2 separate regions of the Macaca mulatta genome follow, and region 2 is linked to region 1. Evidence: chromatin contacts called from public Hi-C data. All regions are on one chromosome and are shown on one strand. The core of a region is the stretch at or near the end of the contact, and the rest is flanking DNA. Distances in the headings are between cores, read along the strand shown.

Region 1 (6,604 bases), core at 2,913-5,412:
ATATAAATATAAAATCAAGAAGTTTCTATGAAACAAAAGTAGGGAGCTATAGAGGTAAAGGCAAAAATGCAGAACAAAAAGCCAAATTAAACAAGAAAAGATTTCAAGAAAATTTAAATTCTAATAGAATAATTAAAATCCACACTGGAGATAATTTAAAGCAGAAAGGACATCAAAAACTACGTGTGATATAAAGAACAAACTTTAGGCCGGGTGCAGTGGCTCACGCTTGTAATCCCAGCACTTTGGGAGGCCGAGGCAGGCAGATTACTTGAGGTTAGAAGTCAGGACCAGCCTGGCCAACATGGCAAAGCCCCATGTCTACTAATAATACAAAATTAGCTGGGCATAGTGGTGTGCGCCTGTAATCCCAGCTACTCAGGAGGCTGAGGCACGAGAATTGCTTGAACCCAGGAGGCTGAGGTTGCAGTGAGCTGAGATCATGCCACTGTACTCCAGCCTGGGCAACAGGGCAGGACCCTGTCTCAAAAAAAATAAATAAATAAATAAAAAATAACTTCACCTTAAATTGAAAGCTTTTACCCAGGGACAAAAGTAAAATGTGTAGACACAACCTGTCACAACTTATAAAAGTCTATTTTCCCAGATACTAACATTTGACATGAAATGCTGCCCACCACATACATTTAAATCTAGGATTCACAGGTGATATTTTTTAGTACTGATGAAGTATTTATACAGTAGCTGGGAAGTTTTCTTCTTTCATTTTTATTATAAAAGCAATATAAGTTCATGATAAGAAAGTCAAACAGAGCAGAAAGGCATATACTGAAGTACAAAGGTCTGATCCTGAAACCCACTACTCATTTCAACTCCCCAGAAGTAAATTGCTGCGGTTAAGATCTGTTTGTTCAGCTGGGCGCGGTGGCTCACGCCTGTAATTCCAGCACTTTGGGAGGCCAAGGCAGGCGGATCACGAGGTCAGGAGATCGAGACCATCCTGGCTAACATGGTGAAACCCCATCTCTACTAAAAATAGAAAAAATTAGCTGGGCATGGTGGCGGGCACCTGTAGTCCCAGCTACTTGGGAGGCTGAGGCAGGAGAATGGTGTGAACCCGGGAGGCGGAGCTTGCAGTGAGCCAAGATCTCGCCACTGCACTCCTCCCTGGGCGACTGAGTGAGACTCTATCTCAAAAAAAAAAAAAAAAATCTGTTTGTTCTAGAACTTTTCTACGCAATCACATGCAAGTACCATTTACCGTTTTGTTTTTATACAAATGGGACCATACTATACATTACTGTTTTGCAACTGCTTTTTTCAGTATGCAATAATGCATATTGGGTATCTTTCCATATACAGGTTTTCATGGCTAATATTCTACTTATCAGAGATGCATGAAGAAATTTTAACTACTCTCCTATTCTTGGACATTTAGGAGAAATATATAGTCCACACAATGATATAACAAATACACATCTTCATATACAAGCTCCTCACTAGAATATAAGTTCTATGCCTGCTTTGCCCACTAGTAAACTCCCAGCACTTAGAGCAGTGCCTGACACATTGGGTGCCCCATAAACTCTCACCAGATGACTATGTGTATATGTATCTATACATGTATTTAAAATTTCTATGTAGATTGACCAATCGCCTTCCAAAAAGATTATTTCACTGTATACTCCTATGTATAGTTTTTTTGTTTGGTTGGTTGGTTGGTTATTTTGAGTCGCAGTTTTGCTTTTGTTGTCCAGGCTGGAGTGCAATGGCACCATCTCGACTCACCACAACCTCTGCCTCCTGGGTTCAAGCGATTCTCCTGCCTCAGCCTTAGCTGGGATTACAGGCATGCACCACCACGCCTGGCTAATTTTTGAATTTTTAGTACAGATGGGGTTCCACCATGTTGGTCAGGCTGGTCATGAACTCCCGACCTCAGGTGATCTGCCCACCTCCGCCTCCCAAAGTGCTGGGATTACAGGTGTGAGCCACCACGCTTGGCCCTATCTATAGTTTTTCAATGTTGTTTTGTTTCGATCAGCTAGGAATGTCATCTGATCAAACGGGCTTAACACAATACAAATTCATTATCTTCCAGTTCTGGGGGTCAGAAGTCCAAAATGGGTGGGTAGAGCTGCAGTCCTCCTGGGAGCCCTAGGAGAGAATCCATCTCCTTGCCTTTTTCAGCTTGGAAGGGCCGCATTGCTTGATGCAGTGCTCCTTCCACATCACTCTGAACTCGGCTTCCTGTCACATCTCTGAATCTGATCCTCCTACCTCTCTTTCTCTTATAAGCACATTTGTGGTACATTGAGTCCACCTGGATAATCCACATAATCCCCCCCATCTCAAGAACTTTAACATAATCACATCTGCAAATCCCCCTTTGCCACGTAAGGTAACATGCAGGCTCCAGGGATTAGGATGTGAACATCTTGGGAAGCCAATATTCTGCCTATCACCGCTTGGGAATCAGGTTTGAATTTCAGCCTTGTCATTTCAAGCTTCATTTCCTAAATACGTGTTGAGTACCCTCATATCACGTCCTGAAATAGATCTAAGAGATTCACTAACTAGCTCCCGTGGCCTCGCCCAAGTTATATAACCTCCCTGTACCTCCATTTTTCTCATTGGCAGAACTGACTAAATTGATATCTGCCTCGCAGGAAACGCTGTATGTAAAGTGTTTGCAGGCAACCCCTTCCACTTAAACAGCATTCAGGAATTATATGCTATTTTCATCTTGACAAAATGTAAGCAAAATACCGGATTAAGCAGTAAAGAGGTAGAGGAACAGATCCTCTTGGAAACGGCTGGTGTGAATGCAAATTGGTAGAGGCTTTCTAAAGGGCAATGTGGCAATGTGAATGTAATGAAAAGCCTTACAATTTTTTTTCTCTTTATCCCAGTAATTATTCATTTCCAGATGTGTATCTGAAGGCCATGGTTGAATTTACATACAAAGATGTTTAGTGAAGTATTATTTATATTACTGGAGGGGGAAGAAGCAGAAACAGACTAAATGTCCTCTAATAAGCAATTAGATAAGTACACCCACATTATGGAAATCTGATCAGCCATATAAAAGGACTTTGTAAAAGAATATGAAACATCATGTTCAGAGGTTTGCCAAATGTTAATGACAAAGTTGGGGATTTAAATCAGAGATATTAATTATCTCATATCGGTAAAAAAAAAAAAAAAAAAAAAAAAAAAAAAAAAAAAACTCTTGTGTGAGAGAAAGTGTGTATAGATAGAAAAAAAAAGGAGTAAATAAAATAGATTTCATGATGTTAACAGTGGTTATTTCCACGTAATAGAAACGAGTGATTTTCATTTTTGCTTACTCGTATTTTCTATCCTCTAATAATAAAGGTGGGGAGTTTCTATACAAAACAATTCCTCTGCTAGTTCAATTATCAGGCATTTCTAGGTATAGAACAAATACTGCGGGATGTGTCCCTCTAGTGGAAGGAGGGATTTTTAAAAATAGTTTATTGTATTGAAGTCTTTTGGAGGCAAACAGGGGTCTGATGTTAGTAAAGGATTCTGCTTATTCCACAACCACTGCACTCCAGCCTGGGCAACATGTCAACACCCTGTCTCGAAAAAAAAAAAAAATTAAAAGAGGCATGGAGACCAATCGCAAAAGGAAGGGCCAAAAACCACCCTAGGAAACAGGTGCTACTAACTCTAGGAGCATTTGGAATATTGACCAGTAACTTTTTCAGTTGTCGACGTCTGGGGATTAAGCTCCTTAGGCTTACTTCCCCTCCCCTTGCTTTCTGGCAGCTTGCGTCTATGGTACCACGGAATGTGGACCCTCAAAAAAGACGTGGATGAAATGAAGCCTTTTGCCTGCGAGCTACACCTATACGGAGCGCCAGCCCCTCCAAGTGACTCTGAATCTTCGGCTCCACTCGGCTCTTCTTCGGCTGAGTTCGGTCGACGCTTGCCTTCTCAGGCTCGGCTCTCTTCGGCTTTCTGAGCGCACTCTCGTCCTGGCCTCGGCTCCTCTTCGGCTGCGTTCGACCCACGACCGCCTCAGTCTCGGCTCTCCTCGGCTACATTCGGCTGGCTTTCGTCCTCTCGGACTCGGCTCTCTTCAGTTGAGTTCGGCCTACTCTCGTCTCTGAGTCGGCTGCCCTTCACTCTCGTCTCTGAGTCGGCTCCCTTCGTCTGCGTTCGGCTGCGACCCGGAAGAGCTTCGATGGAGCCGGAGCTGCCGGCTCGACGGACGGCTATGGCGCCACTGTTGGAGTACGAGCGGCAGCTGGTGCTGGAACTGCTCGACACTGACGGGCTGGTAGTGTGCGCGCGCGGGCTCGGCGCGGACCGGCTCCTCTACCACTTTCTCCGGCTGCACTGCCACCCAGCCTGCCTGGTGCTGGTGCTCAACACGCAGCCGGCCGAGGAGGTGCGGCCGCGCCGGCACGGGAATGAGGGAGTGTTGGGGGACTCCTGATCGGATGCGAGGCCTCTGACAGGGATGGAGGGGCTCTGAGGGGGATTCAGGCCCCTGACACTACGCAGTGACACAGAGAAGGATGTCAGAGGTCCCCAGGGGGATGCAGGTGCCTCACACTGCGCGGACACAGACGTATGGGAGGGGTCGCGAGGAGGATACCGGTCGCTCACACTGTGCGGGGACACTGAGAAGAATTGGAGGGGCCCGGAGAAGGCTGCAGGTCCCTGGCAGGAGTTAAAGAACACTAAGAGGAATGCAAGTCCCTGACACTGTGCGGGGACTCTGGGAGGACAGGGAGGGGTCCCGAGAAGGATGCAAGTCTTTGACCAGAGTTCAAAAACATTAAGAGAAATGGGAGGGGTCCCCAGGGGATGCAGGTCCCTGACACTGTGCAGGCACAATGAGACTGATGGAAGGGTTCCCGAGAAGGATGCAATTCCCTGACAGCACTAAGAGGGATGGGAGGGGTCCCCAGAAGGATGCAGGTCCCTGACATGGGTGCAAGGGCATTGAAAGGTGAAGGGGCTCTGAGTGGTAGGAGAGGATCAGAGGTCCCTGCAAGGGAAAGGGAAGATGTCGAAAGCAGGATCTGCATAGGAATAACGGGAGAGTCCTGAAGTTGGCCATTAAGGGAGTTTCTGGGGGCAGAAGGATGGTCCCTGAAAAGGAACAGTGATGAAGATGGAAGGGTCTCTGAGGGTGATGGGGAGACATGAAAGGAGATGGTGAGGCTGGAAAACCCCAATAGGGAAAAGAAGGGACCAGGAAATAGGGCATTCACTAAGGCTGTGTTAAGAGGGCCATCGGGTCAGAAAGGGATTGGATCTGGAAGCTGAGGATGTTAGCAAAGGTTAACGACAGTTAAGGAGAATAAAGAACACTGAGAAAGATGGAAAGGCGCAACACTTGGGGCTGGGGGATGTTGAGAGGGGACACAGCTTGGTCTGACAAGTCTGATGATCCCCTAGATAGATCAGGTGGCCAGGACAAAAATGTCAGCTGAGAAGAGTGAGCACAGTCTCTTTGAGGCAGGGACCCTGTTTGATTCATCTAGGTATCCCCAGTACTTGGCATAGGGGCCTAAGGCAACACATAGTGCCTAGTAAAAGTGGTTTTAAACTGGGGATGTAAATAAACCAAGCCAAGGGATCCAGTGACATGAAGTCCCTCTAGGATGGATCAGCACAGAACTGATCATCTAAAACATTGTCTGGGAAAAGGATTCCCTTGTTATCTTCTCATAGAATGCGCTTGGCTACAAACCTGGCTTTGATGGGAAGTATTTTTTAGGTAGCAGAAATCTTTTACTCCACGCTTTTAAAAGTTTCAGGTTTTGTGTGTGTGTGCATATGTTCTTGTAGTTGAGTGCTGATAATGACTGAAGTTCAATTATTCCTTAGTGTAAACCCCAAAACAAGAAAAACCTCATTAAATGTAGACTGTTTGGTTGAAGTTACTATAAAGAAGTAACTTAGTTTGTATATTCATTATTAAGTTCATTATCTCAGAGAAAGACAGCACATTATTTTAAATATCTGCAACCTAATAAAAACTGCCCTGTATTAGGTTGCCTACTAATCAAGTTTGATTTGATTTAGGAGTATTTTATCAATCAGCTGAAGATAGAAGGAGTTGAACACCTCCCTCGCCGTGTAACAAATGAAATCACAAGCAACAGTCGCTATGAAGTTTACACACAAGGTGGTGTTATATTTGCAACAAGTAGGATACTTGTGGTTGACTTCTTGACTGATAGGATACCTTCAGATTTAATTACTGGTAAGAATTTGGATTCTTATTTGTATATGAATTTGTACTTTCTTTTTTTTTAAGTACAATTTCTATTTTATTTTTCTCCAGAGAATAGTCTGTCTTCAATCTGGAAGGACTGAACTCCCTACATGGGCTTTGGTGGGGGTCGTGGAGCAGCACCCGCAGGTCTAAATCGGGGTGGGGTGTTTGGTTCTTGCAGGCTTCACAAGATCGATTCCTGACTACTTTGTTGTGAATTGCACAACTCACACAGTAATGTAGCTTCACGTACAGCTTGGGAAGCACATAAGCGTCGAAGACGCTCTCTTCAGAAATATCCCTGACTGCCGCAGCCTCCACTATGTTTCGAATGACAGATTTCTTAATGGCCTTGTCCTTGGGCACGCCTCAGGCACAGTT
Region 2 (6,604 bases), core at 1,340-3,839, 270 kb after region 1:
GTAACAGAACGTTTGAGGGCATTTTTGAGAGTGTGATAAGCTTGTCAATATTTGTTCCTGCTAAGGTTTGGACTGCCAAGGATGGAGACTTAAATTGCTTCAGAAGGAATTTCAGTTGACAAGAAGCATGTCCTGTGAGATGCTGAAAAAGGATAGATAGCAATCTTTCTAGAACAATATGGGTTTAGTGCATACCAGCCTTGGAATCAAGGACAAAGGAGAGAATACTTCATCCAGTCCCACCTGTGTTTAAGTGGTGGAAAGAATTTTGATTTTTCTGTCTGTAAACATGTAAGCCTTTATCCCACAGGAGGGTTTCATCAGGTGCACGATTAAAATGTGTCTGTATATTTTCTTTTAAAGAGAAAATGTGCTTCCTTTAGAGAACTTATTTAGTTGCTCATCTAAAATTAGTGACTCTTAGTTATTGACCCAGGACTTCTTTAGAATTCTGGGTATTATTAAAGGAAGTTTTCCTGATACACTGTCTTCTACTTTAATTCATTCACTCAACCATGCTGCAAATGTTTATTGAGAACACCTAATATTCCAAGCACTCTGCTAGAAGTTATTTTTAAAAATTTTTTAAAAAGTGGACAAAACAGAACCTCATGTAACAGTATTCACAGTCTACTGCTCTTATAACCTCTGATGGGTTTTATGGAAACTCTTTGCAAAGGAACACACTTTGAACTATTTTTAAAAAATCAGATTATTTTGGCTACAGAGATATATATCTGGAGTATTTGGAGACAGGCTTATCTCCACATTTGCCTGGAATTCCTGTATCTAGAGATTTCCTGCCAGCAGTGTCCCTATACGCAGTGAACAGCAGCCTGTGACTTGCAGGAGAGGTGCCCATCCTTGATAGCTCATGTAAAATTAAACTTGGGCTGGTCGTTGGTTTACTCTGTTATGAAATAGAAGCTCTCAGTGTTGCCACTTTTAATGCATGGGAGGAGAATTTTCCTTAAAAAAAAATCATGGCGATGTTAACTCTCCCAGCCGACTAGTGGCACTAAGGAAAACTGCTGCTTGAGTCTGAATTGCCAAAGGAAGAAAGCTGCAATTACAGTACATTTCCCTATTACAAAGAGCATCGGCTTTGCCAGGAAGAGCCATATGCAGCACAAAGCACACCACAAAAGAACTTTGGTAGTGAAATGACTCTGTCTTCATTCACATATGCTGGTAGCATGTTTATTCAGTGTGTGCCTCTGCGGAGATAAGAGCCGCTTCCTTCAGATGCCCTAGACTGCCGTTTGTGTAGCTGGAGAACTTAATGAGTAATGGATGTGCTTGTCTGGCCAGTATAAAGTATTTCCACAGCCTGTGGCTGTGTTTATAGAGAGCGGGAGAGAGACCACAGGCAGCAATTTGTCTTCTTAGGTATCAGCAAAGTCTTCTCTTTTAACAACTAGAAGATTTATTTTTAACTGCTTGACTCAGTGTTTGTCAGATGATTCGGACCATCAAACTGCAGATTGAAGTCCCCAGCGCGGGGGAAGCTGGAATGGCAAGGGAAAGGGGGCTGGCTGGGAAAAGGGGTGGGATTTTAGAATCGTGCCTGTGTGGCTCTGCCTCCCGATGTGGGAGAGAGTTACAGCCGCATGAGTGTATTTGCAGGTCAAGCTGGGAACTAAAGGGTAATGGCTGCCTTCAGCTGCTTAAAGACATAATTGGCCAGTGATTGGGGTATTGTGGGGAGCAACCAGGGACCCAGGGACCAGAGTGTTCTGAGCACCACACTTCGCTCTTCTGCAAATTAAGCTTTTCTCCTGCTTGATGCTGCCTGTCTCCAGAAGCCTCTCACCATGATCGATAGCTCCAAGAAGCAGCAACAGGGCTTCCCAGAGATTTTAACTGCTGGGGATTTTGAACCATTAAAAGAAAAGGAATGCCTTGAGGGGAGCAACCAGAAAAGTCTCAAGGAAGGTCAGTCTCTCTGTGGACAGGGGCAAAACTGCCAAATTCATATTCTGGTCAGCCAACTGAGCGTGTCTGTCTGTTACCATGCCGTGTGTCTGCTCTCTCTGTTCACTCATGTACCTTACACGTTCTAAGTTCTTTGAAATGAAAGCTTAATGCTGTTCTGGGTAGCTGTTACTAAAGATTCATTAGCTGATGGAATTGTAGGGCTTTTGCAGTAATTAATACAGTAAGGGTACTTGCACAGCCTGTCCTCATTTTAGTAAAATCTTCCCAGGTTCATTTTGTATATTTTCTTCCTTTTTTTTCTCTTCCCTCTCTCTTTTCGGAGAGGCCATTTCCTTTTCTATGTTAGTGAGAACACTGCTTCTTTTAGGTTTCCAAACACATAATTCCAGCAAAATTCATTTTTTCAGTTAAGATACTTATGATTTTTACTGTTTAAAACCAGGAAGGTAGCTAGCTCTTAAATCCTAAATGATAGGTTAATTGGTTATAATGCGCATAGCATCGTTTTTGTTTTAAAAAGCACATTGCATAGCTTCATTTTGTTTTGTAACAAAGCAAGCAAAGAATAAGCTTGAGAATAAATACGGTCAATTATTATTGTTAGTAAACACTGCACAGGCACCTCACTGACTGATTTAAGGAAAGAGCCAAATGTGTGGGCATTGCTGTCCTCTGTCCTGGCATACGGAAGCATGGCAAGACTGGTACACAGCTTGCCTTCCTGTAGCCAGTGTTGAAGAAATTCAGGGTGTACAGAGAGTAAGTTTTCCTGAATTTGAGACATGAGGGTCACTCTTCTCAATGCTTGTTTAATTTGAAAATTGGTTTCCTAGTCATCTTTGGGAAGCAAAAAAACCCACAACAACCCTTTTTCAGCTGCTGCCATCAGCCACCCCCTCGCCTCCCCGCTCGCTCTTGCCTGTCTTGTAGAGACCCAGAGAGTAAATGTACACTTAATTGGCCTAAGTAGTGCTTTGAGCTTCTTCTAAAAGATAAGAAGAAGAAACAAGAGTTAGACTTGCTGGAGTTGAACTACTTTTGTGTATGGGTAGGAAGAACTCCTAGGTCAAAATAAATGACACACAATGAAGTATAAATAGCTGTTGCTAGGAACCAAACAATGGAGTTGCCTCTGCTTGTGCACAGCATGTCTTACTGTCGATTTTTAGAAAAATCAATGCCAGTGGAATTTTGAGGACGCATTTCTGGAGACTCATTGAAGGAAACCTAAATTTCTTAAATCATTAATTTTTTAAAAGTTTGAGAATTATCTATCATTTAAGTCAAGTTCAAGTGTCAAGCTCCTAATAATACTATAAATTTAAAACATTTTTGTGTACTTAAAAAACTAGGAAAGTAGAGGAAAACAGAATAGGAGAAATAAAAAGATGTCACAACAGCAATGGGATTAAGGCACATAGAAAGCAAGGATTAAAAATATAAAAACAGAGTAAGGGAATCATCAACAGGAACCACAAAATAGAGTTGAGACAATTACATAATGTACAGATTCTTTCCATAACAATTCTGACCATGCTTTCGATTTATACAGGTGCAATAGTATAATGGCAAAGCAGCATAGACCCTGGAGTGAGAAATACTTGAATTCAAATCCTACATTCACCATTTACCAGGTTTGTGATCCTGGACAAGCTTACTACTCTGAGCTTTAACTTCCTCGTTTGTACAATGAGGAGAAACAATACCTAATAGTGATTTTATAAGATGCCTCGTTAATATGTTTCTCATCTCTCTTCTTGCTTTTTTCATATTTCTTTTTCCTTCTATTTAAAATTTAAATTTTAAAATCCTGCATATATTTACAAAATACAAGTCTTATATATCTTATTGTTTTGTTAAATTCATTGATATAAAGAGGTAGAGGTGAGAAACTTTAAAACACTCCACAGAAATAATCGGATGATAAAATTAATGTCTTTCTGTAGTTGCACTGAACTGGGTTTTGCTTTATATCTCAACAGACTAAATATTTCTACTCATTTAATAGATTCTACTCATCTAATAGATAGGGTTGAAGCTAAAATAACGTATATAGACATTAAGGGCGATTTGCTGCCTCAAAGTTAGTGACATTGAAAGGATTAGATCTGGATTTAATTAGAGTGGAAAAAATAAAAATGATAGGCACTTTCAAAATTTGGAGTCATATAAAAATAACTTGGTTCTCTTTGCAAAACTGAACTCCCAAAATTCAGTATGTCACTGATCCTGCCTGCAGATGAACAACAATGTTTAGCTCATCAGATTTGTAGAATTTAACTTTGGGACAAACTCCTGGTTAACTTCATCTGCTTTTAAGTATTGGGTCCTGCATCGTTTACATGAATCCATGGAAGTTGATTGAGATGGCAGCAGTTGTTCAAATACTTTTGGTTAACTTTTTACTCTAAGATACCCTGGAGTCAAATTAGATCTGTGCTGTTTTGTCAAAAGAGACAAATATATAAATGACTATTAATAATATCCCCAATAGTTTATACCTCATGTTTTAAAGGACACTGATTAAAAATATTTATCATATTTTATATCAACAGTGGTTTTCTACTCATTTTTGGAAAACTTGTTTTTGGGTTATTTGAAAGAGCAACCTTTAGAATTTTTTTAATGTCTGAATTATAAGTTTCTGGGTAATGAAGGAGGGATAAATTTGGGTTCATTTAATTTTTTAATCACATAGACACAAGCTTGGGCTCTCATATGTCTGATATGTGTCTACTCTCAGGGCTTGGAAGGCCACTCTGCTTCTCAAGTAGTTGCTTGCTTACTTCCTTATATTGGGATGTTTTAGAATCTTGTAATTGTTGACAGTGCTAGTTGGCTGAAATTATTATGAGGGGAAAACAGCCTTTATTAGCAAACATTGTAGGATTCAAGAATTGATGGAATGCCTTAACAAGAAAATTTAGCAATACCTTTTGAAAATTTAAAAGAGGAAAAAGTTCTAACTGCTGACCACCTGTGAATAGTTGTCATCACGCAGAGAATTGTTTGGATAATAAAGCATATCATCTCACAGCTTTGTTGATGCTTATATAAGCTTTTTGATAAATACCAGCCAGTGTATGTGGTTGGAATATTTAATTATTTTCTCCTGTATGAAAGAACAGCAATAAATATCATGAATTCCCCTGAACAAATTCAAAATAGAAAATTCTCCTTAGACTAGTTTCTTTTGTCAAAGCAGCAATAGGAAATCTCAACTTTTAACTTGTCTACAAACGGCTTCAAACATTCTCTAATTACACTTAACATACATGAGCTTTTAATTTCTGGATCTACAACTAAGAAGAGTATTACAAACCACTCTCACATGACTACTGAAGAATTGATAATTATAAATTTTCAGGAAAAAAATCAAAAAAATTGAGATGATTTAATTCAGATAAATGTTTTAACCTGAGTCATTATTGAGATAAATGAATCATAATTCTAAAGCTACTAGCTAGTTATGTTCCATATTTATTATAGGCAAATGGATTTTAAGAGGAAAAAATGATATTTGATATAAAGGACTCTGTAATGGTGAAAAATAAGATACTACAGAAAGAAAATTGAGTTATGTGTTGATTACTTTGACTAAAACTGCCCTAACAGACAACCCCCAATCGCAGTGTTTTAACCATTCAAAGTGCATTTCTTGCTCAAAACATAGTCCAGTGTGGGCAGGACAACTATCCTAGACAGCTGTCCTCCAAGAAGTGACCTGGGGACCTGGGCTCCTGTCATTGTGTGGTTCAACCATGAGTGTCAAGGGAGTGGGGAGGAGTTACAGACTTGGGGGGCCACATTTCCAGTTCTGCCACACACTGGCTAATAGCCAAGATGAAGTACGTGAAAGCTTATGGTAGGTGGCCCAGCCAGCAATGCAGTAAATTAACATACTGTACTGGGATGTGTCTGTGGTAGCTTTGAGAAGAAAATGAACATTTGTCTGAGATATGAATAATCCAACCTGGAAATACATCAAGATTAAATAAATCACTTTACCAAAGCACCAGAACTTTTTTAAATGAAGGAAATTATGCATACTCTACCTGTACTGTCAACTCTCCATATATGGCTGCTTAAATTTAAAATAATTAAAATGAAATAAATTGTTTTAAAAATTGAGCTCCTCAGTCACATTAGCCACATTTCAGCTACTCAGGAGCTACATGTGGCTAGTGGCTGCTGCATTGAACATTTCCATTTCTGCCCTCACAGAAAGCTCCGGACAACGTTACTCAGTGCTTTGCTCCTCTCGCTCCAGCCTTGCAGGCCCTGTCTCTTAAAACCCAATTCCTGTGCCGTTTTTTAGAGAAAGGCACTTGATCCCATCAGCTAATGATAATTTCTTCTCTCCTGTGTATTCCCAGTAACTGTATCTGTACCATTCTATGGTATTTCACCTTATGCTCATGTAATATAGATCTGTACTGTCTTTGCTATTAGCCCCATAATATTTCTTGGGGAAAGAATTCTTGTCTGGCCTATTTTTCCCCCTCATCCCCCAATGTCCTGCATCTCATAGACACATTATTATTACGCATAAGTATTTAAAGAATATTATACCCCCTCTGCCTTCTTAAACAGAATATAATAATTGGAATTATCACCTTCAGATGTAATTTATAGTTCCATTATAAATTAATGGCTCACCCCAAAT

The links. Hi-C and Micro-C count contacts between places; a contact is called where the count stands out from the background.
Region 2: a contact with region 1 is called in a Hi-C map of fetal cortex germinal zone, with 4 times the contacts expected there. The contact joins the promoter of LOC144338321 here to the promoter of ERCC4 in region 1. A contact is called at or near these places in 2 of 14 Hi-C or Micro-C datasets (cortical neurons and fetal cortex germinal zone).

Annotation. Positions count from the first base shown.
Region 1 is chr20:15,076,122-15,082,725 of T2T-MMU8v2.0, forward strand. ERCC4 (ERCC excision repair 4, endonuclease catalytic subunit) reads left to right here and starts at 4,163. Exons shown (of 12, transcript XM_077987064.1): 1 at 4,163-4,381; 2 at 6,031-6,211. The coding sequence starts at 4,175. It also overlaps the pseudogene LOC712708.
Region 2 is chr20:15,343,717-15,350,320 of T2T-MMU8v2.0, forward strand. It overlaps LOC144338321, which reads left to right and starts at 2,590. Exons shown (of 3, transcript XM_077987051.1): 1 at 2,590-2,697. The coding sequence starts at 2,590. The region is part of intron 5 of MRTFB (myocardin related transcription factor B); the gene reads left to right.